Linked DNA regions of Sus scrofa: region 2 is linked to region 1. A link is a contact called in public Hi-C data. All regions are on one chromosome and are shown on one strand. Each heading gives the region's core, a stretch centred on a gene start, on an enhancer-like site or on the middle of the called end of the contact. The rest is flanking DNA. Distances are from core to core; before and after follow the strand shown. Region 1 holds the start of GAMT (guanidinoacetate N-methyltransferase). Region 2 has its middle 19 kb from the start of EFNA2.

Region 1 (7,020 bases), core at 2,529-5,028:
TGGGGGTCTGGGAGGTAGGTAGGTGAGTGCTGCCGGGCAGGCTCAGTGTCTGGTGCGTGGAGACATGAAGCCCCCAAGGTGGACGGCCAGGCCTAGTGAGGCCCAGCTGGGAGCACCCACCGTGAACAAGGGGCAGGGACAGGTCCAAGCACTGGTCAAGGGTGAAGCAGACAGCACTGGGGTGACCACCTGGGCACCATGGCCCAGGGCAGATGGGAGCCAGGGTGTCTCTGTCCTGAGGCTGGAGGGGGCATTGAGTCAGGAAACAAGACACTGGACAGTCGGGGGTCGGAGTTCAGCTTGACTGGGTGGGACCAGAGGCCCTCCTAGGTGGCTTGAGGACCTGGACCTGGGGGCTGCCACCTGACCTAGTTCCACCTCCTCTGGGTACCCTAGATGCCCATGGCAGGGCGGGGAGGGCATCAGTTATTGATTGGCAGTGTCTACCCTGGGCATGCCTGAGGTCAGAGGCAGGCTGAGAGACTTGGGAGTGGAACAGCCACTGTCTCCCTGAAAGTCTGTTTAGTGGGTTTCTTTCTTTTTTTTGGAAACACAGGAGAGTAAGTGAAAACACAAATTTGTGTCCTCCCACTGATGGCCAAGCTTACTGTTAGTGTTTATTTCATCCTCAAGCCCCCAGGAGGACAGTAGTGGTGATCCCACTGCAGGGGTTGGGGAAGCTTGCTGGCCTCACGCAGCTGGTGTGGGTCTGGACAGCGACGCAAAAGGTCAGAGCCGGCGCTCCCAGCCTCGAAGGCACTGAGTTGGGGTTGGGGATCCTGCAGCCCAGAGCCCCCAGAGTGGTGTGGGCAGCTGAGCCAGAGGGCTCACTGCTTAGTGACCAGCGGTGTAATCATCTGCGGGAAGGCATAATAGCGGCAGTCGGCCGGTGGGACCAGCTCCATGACCTGTGTGCGGATGTTCTCCTGCCTGAAACCTGCCTCCAGCAGGGCTGGCACCTGCGTCTCCTGTCCAGAAGGAGGTGCCAGTCACTTCCCAGGCCCTGGGGTCCCCAGAGACACCCTGCCACCTGCCTTTCCAAGGCTTCTCGCAGGGGGCGCTCCTAGGAAAGTGCCGCAGCCAGGCCTGGCGGGGTGGGGTGGGGGGTTCCTCTCCCGGGGTCCAGATTCCTGGCTGTCAGGGCATCCCCCACACATCCTCACAGATAGAACCATGCGGTCAAAGGCCTGGGACAGAGACATCCCTGGTAGAGAAGGGCAGAGGAAGGGGATACTGGGGAGCTTGGGCTGAATCCCTGTATCCTGAAGGCACTGGGGAGCCACCGAAGGCCGCCGAGCTGGAGAGAGACCCTCCAGGTTCACAACTGGAGACTCACAGTTCCTGGGCCAGGGAAGGCGAGGGACCCCCCCCCTAGATCACAGCTGCCTCCCCACCCAAAATCGCTGCCTTAAATGGGTGGGACAGGGCAGGGACCCGCAGGGAGCACCCAGGCCCAGTCCACAGCACCTGGAACATGGTGGTGATGTCCGAGTACTTGGACTTCATCAGCTCGCCCCAGGAGGTGAGGTTGCAGTAGGTGAGGACGCCCCCTGGCTTCAGCAGGCGGAAAGCATGTTCCTGGGAGGGGGCAGTGGTCAGGAGGGAGGTGTGGGCAGAGGCATTCTCACAGGGCCTTCTGTCCTTGGACTCAAGAGAACAGCAGGTTCTCTTGAACCAGCAGGAAAGGTGCCCCCCTGGGCCGACCCCCGACCCTGGGGCTGGCGGGCGGACTCCCGTCTCACCGCAAGTGGTCCTACCCTGATGAAGTTGAACTGGTGTGTGTGCCAGGTCTCCTCAGACAGCGGGTACGTGTCATACAGGATTCCTGCTCAAGATGACAGAAACCCTGTGGTCAGGGCCAGGTGGCAGCCTCCTCAGAAGAGTGGAGGTGGCCAGCGACCCTAGGGTTTACTGTGCTGCAGCCACCTCTACTAGTCGCATTTGGCCATTCCTTGAAGTGTCCACACACCCAAGTACCAGGCCATTGTGTGTGTGTCTGAACCTGCCCCCTAGGCTCTGCCTCCCCAGTGATGCATCAAGGCACTGGGGCTTCAGAAGCAAGCAGAGGAGGGGCTGGCGGTGGAAATCCAGGCAGAGCTCTGTGCCCCCACCCAGCTCCCAGAGCCCCCTCACCATCGAAGTGACTGTCTGGCAGGGTGGGCGCCACCTCCTCCCACAGGCCTTTCAAGGGAACCACCTTGGGGCAGGGGAGGAAAGAGAGAGAATGCTGAGGGTCAGAGGAGCCCAGGATTTCCCCACCTGTTGTGAGGGAGGGGGCAGAGAGACCCCCAAGAGAAAAGACCACCTCCCCTATGACTGTGGCTGCTCCAGGTCCCCAACCTTCTCTGGGGGCAGAGCAGGGCACAGGTGGGCACCTTGTGTGGCTGCTGCTGGGCCCAGTCCTGGAGCCGCTGGAAGACGCCGTCATTGCACTCGATGATCCAGTGCTCGTCGATGGCACCCTCCTGCACCTTAGTGGCTGCGATGGCCATGCCAAACCCCACCTCCAGGACCCGGCCCCCTGGGCAGACAAAGAACCCAGGCATTACACGCCTCCCGGAATTGGGGAGGCTGCCTGGAGGAGAGGGCATAAGGGCAGGGCTTTGGCAGAGAAACATTTGCCTCAAAGACTAGACGACACAGCATAGCAGAGGTGGGGGGTGGGATAGAACACAGCAGCCCTGAGAGGGAACAGTGTTCAGGGTGGCCTGCCAGGGAAGCCACAGACTGGGCTTTGGGGCAGGCCGGTGGGGAGTGGGGGGTGGGGTCAGACCCTGGACTTTGAGCCCCAGCCCATGCTGTTTGCACTGACGGCGCTTATCTTCGATGTGGGCACTTCCCACCCCTCCTCAACAATGAAGTTAACAGAGTTTGGGCAAGGGAGTACCAAGATTCAAGGCCTGGCTGTGGAACAGGAGGGGGCAGGGGTTGATCCTCATTGGGTAAAAGGCAGAGGCGGAGAGGAACGCCCTCCCCAAGCCGGGACTCCGGTTGTGCCCATTTGCCAGATGGAAACGCAGAGGCCCAGAGGTGGCACTCCTGGCCTCCGGGCTACCTGGGGAGTCCTCAGCACCCTGTGAGCTCAGACACCCAGTGCAGGACGACCCCTGACAGCTGACTCCCGGCCTCAGCTTTCCCCGAGCTATTCTTAGCCGGTGCCCGGCTTCCCGCGACTCCTGGGCCAGAGCATTCCCCACGTGAACCTGGGTAGCACCTCGCCAGGTCGCCACCCCCGTCTCCGACCTCGCGCGGGGGGTGGGCAGCTGACTTCCGCATCTGAGGATCCATCCCCCGACCCAGACCGTTTCCATACCGGGGTCGGGGCGTCACTGCCCCAGGACAGGACGTTCTCTGGACTCGGGGAGCCTAGAGAGACCCGGGACTCCCCTGTTGCCCCCCGCGAGGAGCCCCATTTTCCAGGCGAGAAAAGAGGCACATAGAGGCTCCTATGTGCGTCGCCCGAGAGCAGGTTGGCGTCGGGTCCGAGCGGCCCCGGCTCGCCCGCCCCGCGAGGGCTACCTTTGGAGGCAGCGACGGCCGCCAGCGCGTGCATGTAGGGGGTCTCCCAGCGCTCCATCACCGGCTTGCCCAGGATCTGCAGGTGCGTGTCCGACGCGTCGTAGGCCGCGGGCGCAGCTCGCCATGCGGGGCTGCAGTTCTCGCCCGGCGCGAAGATGGGGGTCGCGGAAGGGGCGCTCATGCTCCCTGCTGGACCGCTCGCCACTGGAGCTCCGAACGCGCAGGGCTGTGTCCCTGCAGGGCCTTCTGGGCTGGGGGCGGGGCGGGGCGGGGCGGGGCGGGCCGCGAGCCGACTGCGGGGCGCCCAGAGCGGCCCCTAGCGGCCGCGGCGTGGAAGGCGGCCCGCGGTGGATCCCCGACGCCCGCGACGCCCCCTCCTCGCCGAGCCTCTGGCGCCTGGTGAGGGAAATGGCACCACCCTCAAGGTCCGCACCCTGTCTCTCTGCTGCCTCGGTGTCTTCATCACTCACCACCGCGAAAACAGCCTCCTCCTCGCTGCCGGAGCCTATGGATCTGACGATCGTCCAAGTGCTTTAGGTATTTAAAATCATTTAACCCTCAGAGGTGCTGAGGCGGGTTCTTTTAAGCCTCTTCGTTTTACAGGCGGGGAAACTAGGCTCCAGAAGCAAAGCTGACAACCTCATGGCCATGACCGCAGAGTGTGGAAACCCAGGATAAACCTCGACGACCCCCACCCTGATCACTAGGCGGACCTGCCTCTCCCCTTTTACTCCCCCAGGTGGCCTGAGACCCCAGAGGACCCCAGGGCTGGAAATGAAACGACCATCCCAGCCCTCTCGAGCCTGCCTGCGCAGCTGGAGGGTCAGCCCCTGGGGGTCAGCTGTGTCCTTTGCCTGCCACCCCTGTGACTGGCCCCCAAGCCAAGTTGGGTTGGCTCCAGGCTCTGAAATGTGACTTCTTTCCCATCTGTCTGCACAGACACCCAGCTGTGAGCCCAGAACACCATCCCTGCCAAGTGCTTTGCACAGCCCCAGGAACACATGGGGAAACTGAGGCCCTAGAGGCTGAGGTCACAGAGTTTGCCCTGAGGCAACCCTGCCCCTCTATGCCCACCTCTGGATGGCTACTCCAGACTCCTCCCCTCCCCCCTGCAGAGCTTCTGTGTCTTCCTGCCACCAGGAAGACACACTCTTCCCTCTACCTGGACGGTTCTCCTCTCTTCTGGCCTGGTTGCCTTCTCTTTCCACTTAATGCTCCAACCCACTCCAGGTCTCCTCAGGCTGGACATGGCCTGTTTGAGGCTGGTTTATCTCCGAATACCTCTCCTTGGTATTTCACTAACTGAAGGTTTTTCTTCATGGCTGTATTATCTGTTGGATGAGCTTGGCACACGGAAAATTCTTGATAAATCCTGAACACACATTGGGTCTAATATGGTCTGGATGTGACCCACTTGACTCCAGGAGACCACAGGAGGAGGCAGGATGACAGAGGCCACCAGGCACTGGGGCTGGGCTCATGCTGCTTTTTGCCTCATGTGAGTTCATGTTGCCTGGCTTCCTTACCACCACCAGCCGTCCTGGGCACTGTGGTAGGGGTCTGTAAGCATGATGCCAGTATCCTTGGGCACCCAACTCAAGTGATGCCCTGGAATGTCTGGCCTGAGATAGGAGAAGGCAGGTTGTGTGTGTAGCTATAGCTGTGTAACAGATTGCCCCGCATGTAGCTGCTGAAAACAACCTCTCAGTTTCTGTGGGTCAGGAATCCAGGTGGAGTGTAGCTGGGTCTCTGCTTCACAACCTCTGGCAACACTGCAGTTGAGGTGCCAGCCAGGGCTGAGGGCTCATCTGAAGGGTCAGCTGGGGAGGAGGCCCCTTCCAGGCTCACTCATGGCTGTTGGCTGCATTCAGTTCCTCGCCACGTGGGCCTCTCCATAGTGACAGTTTGCTCTAGCAAGGCCTGTGGATTAGAAGCCAGGTACACAGGGTTAGGGATGGCAGGAGGCCATGGATACCAAGAAGTAGGGCCACTCTTGGAGGCTGCCGCCCACACAGACACTAAGAAGAAGACTCTCCTGCAGCATTGGTACCCAGAAGATAAGGAACCTCTGGGGTCTGGTCAAGCTGCCACCTCCCAGTGGTCACCTACATGCAACCTGGACTCCATCCCTAAAAGTGGCTGAAGGAATCATGCAATCTGCCTGGTGACTCAGCCAAGGGCTCTCTGTTCCAGCTTCAGAGTTCTCTTCTCTAAAAGGTCTGACCACTTTTGCCCTGCTGATGTCTGTGAACAGATGACTCTTCATTCCTCGCGTCCACTCTTCCTGCGAGACTCTAAAGTACGCTGTTGTTATCTGCACTTCCCAGACCCGGACTCAGAGAGAGGCGGCTTTCTCAAGGACCCACAGCCCATCAGAGGCAGAAGGGATGGGAACAGGCGTATGTCTGACTTCAAACCACAGTCTTCAAAGATTTTTAAAAGGAAAGAAAATCTTTTTGTTCTGATTAGAAAGGTGACATATTTGATCAAAACCTTCCAATGTTACAGAGTTGGCAAACTCTGGCCTGGAGGTCGCACCCCCCTTTTTGTGTTTTTGGTACAGCCTATGAACCAGGAATGTTTTTTATTTTTTATTTTATTTATTTTTTGCTATTTTAGGGGCATACCCGTGGCATATGGAGGTGCCCAGGCTAGGGGTCGAATTGGAGCAACAGCTGCTGGCCTACACCACAGCCACAGCAATGCCAGATCTGAGCCATGTGTGCAACCTACACCAGAGCTCATGGCAATGCTGGATCCGTAACCCTCTGAGTGAGGCCAGGGATCGAACCTCCAACCTCATGGATCCTAGTTGGGTTCATTAACTGCTGAGCCGCAGAGGGAACTCCTATGTTTTTTTCCTTTTTTTTTAATGGTTGGAGAAAATCAAGAGACTTTTTGGAGACACATGAAGGTTATATGACAGTCACATTGCTGTGTCTGTAAATAGTTTCTAGTCACGACCGCTTGTTTACAATGGATTCTGGTGCTTTCTGGCTCCAACAACACAGAGTCATTGCTACAGAGACCTGATGGCCAGGAAAGCCAAAAATATTTACTGTGTGGCCCTGAGCAGAAAGCTTGCCAACCCCTGTTACAGAGAAACCCACTGCTCCTTCAGAGAACATGAAGGTCACCCATTTATTCAGCCCTATTGAATTCCTCACCACAAGGTGGGGGGAGCAGTCACCGGAACCCACTATGTGCTTACAGCCTATTGGGGGGATGGACAAGAGTAAGTACATGACTTAATGACAAGTCATGTGGCAGTTGTGACAGAACAAGGCCCCCTTGCCTCATGGCCAGGTATCTGCTTTATGTCCATATGGCCATATGTTTTCTGTGTAGACAGTGTTATACGTAATTACAATTGTTTTTGGTGGTGCCTGAGACATGCAGAAGTTCCCAGTCCACAGATCAAATGCATGCCACAACAGTAACCAGAGCCAAAACAGTGACAACGTTGGATCCTTAACCTGCTGATCCACCAGGAACACGGTG
Region 2 (7,020 bases), core at 2,939-5,438, 84 kb before region 1:
TCAGGCCAGGGTGGGGGTCTGTCATCTCTAATCCCCTCCTGGCTTTACAAAAAGCCTGTGTCTGAGGGTTCTAGGGGAGGGGCCTTCACCCCAGCCACTCAAGTGGCACAGAGAGGCTGAGAGAGCCTGGGGGCTATGCAGCAGGGCAAGGGGCTGGGGCCTCAGGGCTGCTCCTCGCCTTGTGCCACCCGCCGGGACTGCAGTGTCTTGGGCACAATTAGCCAAGAGGGAAGGCTCTCGGCTAATTAATTCAGCCGTGCTAGGTCCCGAGACAGGGGCTGCCTCTTAATGAGGCCAGTGAGCAGCACAAAGACCCCTGTGTGAGCCCTGCCTGCCCTGCCCAGCCGCGGCGGCAGGACAGAGCAGTGCCTTCTGAGCACCGTGGAGGGACAGCCGGGGATCCCGGACAACACAGAGGGGACCCCAAGGCTCAGAGAGGGAGGAGGCCCCCTGAGTCCACCCTCCTTGAGATCCCTCGCCCAAATACTCCATCTCAGCCACGCCGTAGGGACCGAGGGAACTAGGGGGAGAGGATTAAATGCAGGGATTGGAGGCAGAATCTTAGCAGCTAACTCTGATTTTGTTATTTAAAAAAAAAATGGTAGAGATATCATTCACATTCTGCACAATCCATCCATTTAAAGTACAGTTCCACAAATTATACATTCATGCAACCACCACCCTACCACTAACCAATTCCAGAACGTTCTCATCCCCCCCTCCCCCCACCCCCCGCAAAGAAGCCTCGGCCCCATGAGCAGTCATGCCTATTCCCTCCCCCAGCCCCTGACAACCAGGAACCCGTCCTCTATGTCTGTGGATGTGCCTGTTCTGGATGTTTCCCATCCATGGAATCCCACACTGTGTGTCCTTCTGTGTCTGCTTCTTTCACTGAGCATTATAGTCTCAGGGTCCATTCATGTGGTAGCAAGTGTTGCTGCTTCTCTCCTCTTCGGGGCTGCATAATATTTCAGTCTGCGGATGGGTGGCATTTTGTTTGTCCATTAACTAGTTTATGGACATTTAGGTTGTTTCATTTTAGCTATTATGAGCATTTTATTACTATTACTGTTATTGTTTGCTTTTATTTTTAAGGACTGCACCTGCATCATATGGAAGTTCCCAGGCTGGGAGTCATATTGGAGTTGCAGCTGCCGGCCTATACCACAGGCAGAGCAATGCAGGATCTGAGCCACATCTGTGACCTATACCATAGCTCCCGGCAATGCTGGATCCTTAACCCACTGAGCAGGGCCAGGGATTGAACCCACCTCCTCATGGATACTAGTCGGGTTCATAACCACTGAGCCACGACGGGAACTCCCTATTACTATTATAATTTTAAACTTGATCATAGTTGATTTACAGTGTGTCAGTTTCACGTGTACAGCGAAGTGATTCAGTTCTACCTGTACACACATCCATTCTTTTTCAGATTTTTTTCCCATATAAGTTATTACCAATTATTGAGGGGAATTTATTATTTTTGAGACAAAGTTGTCACACAAAAGGAGACCTTGGATGGTTAAGTACAAAAATAGCTCTGTTCCCACCTCGGGGCCTTTGCATGCACATGCTGCTACCTGGTGTGCCCTTTCTGCAGACCGCTGCCTGGCTCTCCCTCAGCCTCTTCAGGTGGGTCACTGTCCTTTCTCCACCTCCCTGGCCAAATGACCCTCACTTTACGCCTCCTGCTATCCCATCTCTGACTCTTTACTCATCCATCTTTCCCATGGACTGGGAGTCCCCAGTGGGCAGGGAGCTGGCCTACAGTCAAAAGTCTCCCCTCAGACTTGTCACCTCCCATACTCCCTTACATGTCTGTGGAGGGACTGCATGGCCACACCCACCAGTAATGACAGATGAATTGCATTTGGAGCCTGGGTTTCTCAGGAACTACCTTGTCCATCGCTGGCCACTCCTCACTGTGCTGAGTGGCCACTCATTCCTGAGGCTGCACCTTGCGCAGCAGGGTGTCCCCAGGGCAGCTATTGGTATGCGGCTGCCGTATGAACCTGAGCCTCCTGAGGGAAGTGATTTCACTCCTGAGCCGGTTACTGCTGCCCCAGTGCCCCGGCGTGGGCAGGGGGTCGGAGAGGTGAGGAGGGGGGAGTCTCGAGGTCCCTCCCACGTCCTGATGATTGCTCTCCAGTGGAGCCGGCACCCCTCAGGTTCGTGGCCAACTTGGTTTTGGGGAGGGGTCAATATACCCACGGTCACATGAGGGCACCCTGCAGCCCCTGCCCTGTGTCCTGGGGACCCCATCTAGTCTATGGCTCTGAGAAGCCCTGCTGCTCACCCTTGGTCCCTGCACGCCCCCACCCCCACCCCCATGGCTGTGACAAAGGGGCTCATACCTGCCTCTGAACTGATGGCGACTGCCCTGGCTTTCAGGGGTCCGAGCAATTCCCTTGACCATAGCCGCAGTGCTCAAGGCCACAGTCTTAGGGCCTCTGGGGCTCATGTCCTGTTCAGAACCCCCACTTGCTCCTCCCTCCTAACACCTGCTCCCTCTGAGACCTCCCACCTCACCCCACCCCTTGTGTTTCCTGTGCTCATGTCAGCGCCCCCAGGCAGCATTTAGCGAGTACCTTCTGTGTTCAGTCAATACTGTGGCCTTGGGATGAGGACTGTGGGGCCTGCCCCTGTATCCTCCAGGGCCCCATAGTTGAGGAGCTTATGAGTCACGAGAGGAGGCTAGGGTACTGGGGACACTGGTCCAGGTTGCAGGTGGCCAGGCAGCCACTGATCGACAAATAAAAAGTGAGTTCACAGCCTGGGAGCCCCTGAGGAGCCATAAATCACTGAGAGATGACACACAAGCCGGAAATTAAGTGGCTGCAGTCGGGCTGGTGGGGCTGAGAGGGCCAGGGGAGGGACCAGGAGCCCCTCTCACCCTCAGTTTCCCCTCGGGAGCTGCTGGCCACATAATGGTACAGGTGATGGTCATTAGGCCTGGGGCTGGGTGTGGACCAGGGAGAAGGAGAGACCACAAACACCGGGCGGGCATGGGGCAGATGTCAGGACGGAGTCAGACTGATGGGCAAGTCTCTGCCCCATCTTTCTGGAGGCTGCGAGGGAGGGAGGGCAAGGGGACCCACAGGAGGCTTCAGGGCAGGACTGGTGGCTGGGGAGGAGTGGACTCTGGGTGGAGGCCTGCGGAGCTGAGGACCCTGGCTTCCCCCCAGGGAGGCGTCCAGGAGGCCCCTGATTCTTCTGTGCTTCCTCTGCACTGTCTCCTGATGGAGCAGAAACCCCACCCATCCAGCCTTTCCATGCTATGGAATCACTTATGGGCGCCAGGAACTAGGGCTGCCCGCTCCGTGGTCAAAGCAGGGATGTGTGTTGTGGGGGGGAGACCCCTCCATCCGAGGCAGAGAGAGAGAGATACTCTCCCAGGGGGTGGTCCACCGCACAGCCCCTGACCCGCCCCATTGATCCGGAAATGGAGGCTGAGGCCCAGAGGCGATCGATGGGCCCTAATGGACAAGGCAGTCCCTGGGGAAGGGGGGCACTGAGGGGTGGAGGAGACCCCCTCCCTCGTGCAGGTGGAGAAACTGAGGCCTCACCAGGCCTCGAAGGTCCATGAGGTGAATCTGGGCTGAGCCCCAGGCCTCCATGGAGTCAGGGGTTGGACCTGGGCTGGGCCTTGGGCAGCCAGGGATAGAAGAGACCTGGGTCCCCCCCCAACAGCAGGAAGGGGTGGGGGCCTGGGTGGAGGGCCCCCCCTTTCACTCCTGTCCTCCAGGAAACAGGTTCTCCCACCAGGATGTGAGGCCTCGCTCCCTGGGCCAGGGTTCCACTCCCTGGGCCAGGACCCCACAGTGCAGCCCCCTGGGGGTGGGAAAATCCTCCAGGATCCCACCTGCTCCCCTTTGCTCCTGCCCCCAAAGGAGCGGGGAGGGCGGAGAGGCAGAGAGAAGTAAGGAGTTATTGTCTGTGGCCTCCAGGAGCCCCCACCCACCCACCCACCGAGCCTCTCTCCCTCCCTCAAGGCTTCCATGATTTGTCTGCAGGATCCACGGACCCTTCCCGGGCGTCCCTGTTGAAGAGAAGGAAACGGAGGCAGGTGTCAGGCGCGGTGTCCCAGCCCCGACGGTGGCCTGGGGGAGGAAGAAGAGGCGAGAGGGGGTGGTCGGCCCGGGAGCCTCGGGCGGGGGCGGGCTGAAGAGCCAGCCGCTAACCGCACGTGACGTTTGCGCCTCTAAGTGCTTAAAAGCCTCCTGTGGCCGCCGCTGGGACCGGCGGAAGGCGGGGGAAGGCCGGCGGGGGAAGGCCTGCGGAGGCCGAGGCTGAGGGAGCCCCCACCCGAGAAGGCCTTGGCCCTGAGCTAGGTGGCGCATCTGGGGAGCGTGGTGGCCCCCACCTCACTCCGCGGAACCTGAGGTCCCAGATCCGCGCCGCTTCCCCTGCCGGGCACCCCATCACTCCTCTGAAGCCCCGCCCACCGGGCCCACCGCCCGGCTCCCTCCCTTGCACCCCAGAGCACCTTGGCCTAGGTAGGGTTCCCCCCACCCCCCACCCCCCGCCCCGGGCTCCGCGCTCTGGGCCTCAGTTTCCCCATTTGCAAAGAGGGGGTGTGAGCTCCAGTCTCTGGGGGTTGGGGGTCAGGTCCAGTTTAACAGCTTTGGCTAGGCCGCCTCCTTCCCCCAGACTCAGTTTCCCCAACATTGTAATGTGCAGCAGGATCCAGGGCCCCACCTCCACTCAGTCTCTCTCCACTGGGACCCCCACTCCCGAAGGGGGAGGTGTTTTCCTTTCTGGGCCTCAGTTTACCCCTATTGGAGCAGAAGAGATCCAGCTGAGATCCATTTTACAGGTGAGAAGCTAAGCCTAGAGGAGAGGTTGGACCCAGGGGTCAGGCCAGAGCTGCCCCATTGCCTTGGGGCGGATAGGGAGGGAGGCAGCCTGACCACCGGGACTCCAGCTCCAGCAGCCAGGCTGGTGGCACAGGCCAGCCAGGACTCTTTATTCTGGGCAGGGCCACAGGAGTGGGTTGGCACCTTGGCTGGCCGGTCCTTGCAAGGTCTCCTTAAAGGGCAAAGATTAGAGCCTGCTATTACCCTCCTGTGGGGGGCACCTTGAAAGGGCCCTCCCTCTGGGGACCCGCTCAGCAATGCCCGCCCCTGGCTGGGGACAGTTTACGGCCCCCTCCATGCTTGCCTCTCTGCCCCCTGCCTGGTGTGCCAGAGTTATGGTTTGCAATATTGTGCTCCCCTCTGGGCCGGAGTGTTAATGAAGCAGCCCTGCCCTGTCCCTGCACACGAGGGGGCCTTTATTAACATCATTCATCATGCCCAGCCCAGGCTGCCATCCTAGATGCCCTGTGGCCAGGAAGGGAAACTGAGGCACATAGAGGTTAGTTGCTGTCCTGGCTGAGGGCACAGCTGTAGGAATCTGACAGACCCAGGTTCCAGCATAACCTCTGCCACCCCTCACGGAGGAGTCACCACTGTTCTCAGAGCCTCAGTTTGCTCATCTGGGAAATGGACTTATGGTATGTACCCACGATGAGGGCTCAGCCAGGGAGTTCCTAATGACCTGAATGGTGGGACCCATAAGGGCAGGACCTTTGGTCCCTACCCCCACAGCCCCAGCCTCTGTCACAACATCAGTCACCCTCATCAAATGTTTGTTGAATGACTTAATGAGGGTGTTTTGCGCCTGGACTCCAAATCAAGTGCTCTTGTTCACCAGCAGGCCAAGGCTGGAGGCACTGGCCTCCTTCTCCAGTGTTCATTCCTCCGGGAAGGCCCTGGGTGTGGAGAGGTGGTGGGGAACAGCCTCTCTCAGATGAGGGGGGCAGCGGGGGCACTGCAGGAGTCAGCCGTGCTGGCTGGCAGATCTTTAAATTAAAATACATATATACACCAGATAAATAACCCGGATCACATCCTGGTGACAGGCGGAATTAAGTCGCCCGGCTGGGGACCTGGCAGCAATGGCTGAGGGTTGGGAGTGGGGATGTGTCACTAGCTCTTGCCCCTGAGTGTCCCCTATTCTACTGGTGAACATTTCTGCACCCCTGGAGCTCCCAGGGACGGGGATTGGAGGGGAAGAGTCAGGGGATCTTAGGGGGTCAGGGAGTGAGATCTGGGTCCGAGACCTGAAATCTGAGCCCCAGGGTGGGTGCCTAGTCCAGGTCCAGGTGTGATTGACACCAACTCCTCGGTTGGGCGCCCTGGTGAATCAGGCAGGAGCCATCACACTGGGGAGACCCCACCCCAGGCCGTGGTAGCGCTGGGTGCAGGGCTGGGACAGAAAAGGTTTGAATCCTGGCTCGGCCCCCAAGGGCAGGAGCTGCAGCAGAACTTCCTCGTGAAGTCCTGTGCTCTTATCCCCACCCTTGTCAAGTTAGAGCCAGGGGGACCCTATGTGAGCACACAGGGAGGCCCCCAGGGGGCCCACAGAGCTGTGGGGTGCTCCCTGTCCTCATCCCTCTGCCTGAGTTCTGCTCAGAGGGGCAGTAAGGAGAGGGGGGAAGGGAGTTTTCAATTAAGGAGCAGCTAATCACCCAGCAAGGGCCGTTCTGGGGCCCAGTAAATCTATTATGAAAAGCCTCTAAATGTATGTAAAACCGGCCTCCGACAATCCCAGGATTAGGCCGCTGGGAGGGGAAACCGAGGCTCAGGCTGGCTGGTGGATTAGCAGAGCGAAGCCTCCGGAGGGCTGGGGGGAGCAGTCCCCAGGGGACGGGCGGAGGGAACAAGATCTTCTGCAGGAGAGGGCACCCATTCCCAGCGAGGGAAACTGAGGCCCAGACAGGCCCGAACACAGAGTGAAAGGAGCCCTCCCAGGGCACCCCCCCCTCAAGTGGACCCATCCTAAGCACGGGCCACCGCTCTCTGTCGCTCCTGCGCATTCCCACCGAGGGGAGGCAGCCTCCACGGATCTCAAACAGAGGGGACAAGTGTACGAGGGACAAGGTCTTTGCCCTGGTCAGAGCACCCAGGACCCTCAGTGGAGGAGCAGGATCCCAGGGTCATGACCAGGGTGCCTGGAACCAAGGCCTTTTTAAGC

Evidence for each region. Hi-C and Micro-C count contacts between places; a contact is called where the count stands out from the background.
Region 2: a Hi-C map of undifferentiated spermatogonia shows a contact between it and region 1, with 2.1 times the contacts expected there. The contact joins the enhancer-like site here to the promoter of GAMT in region 1. A contact is called at or near these places in 5 of 5 promoter capture datasets (fetal liver, fetal skeletal muscle, liver and 1 more), 20 of 47 Hi-C or Micro-C datasets (blood, brain, embryonic fibroblasts and 12 more) and 1 of 2 datasets of contacts at active chromatin or transcription factors (skeletal muscle).

What each region holds. Positions count from the first base shown.
Region 1 is chr2:77,073,324-77,080,343 of Sscrofa11.1, reverse strand. GAMT (guanidinoacetate N-methyltransferase) reads right to left here and starts at 3,778. Exons shown (of 7, transcript XM_005661394.3): 1 at 3,520-3,778; 2 at 2,376-2,575; 3 at 2,134-2,197; 4 at 1,758-1,825; 5 at 1,468-1,647; 6 at 1,035-1,187; 7 at 593-857. The coding sequence starts at 3,700. The coding sequence ends at 828. It also overlaps a transcript of NDUFS7 not described here.
Region 2 is chr2:77,157,534-77,164,553 of Sscrofa11.1, reverse strand. No RefSeq gene overlaps it. Among named protein-coding and RNA genes, the nearest start is that of EFNA2, 19 kb to the left of the region's middle. Within about 2 kb of position 4,188, at least 3 of the 83 cell types and tissues checked have an H3K27ac peak or open chromatin away from gene starts, as enhancers often do. A contact at or near this core is called in undifferentiated spermatogonia, where this site is marked.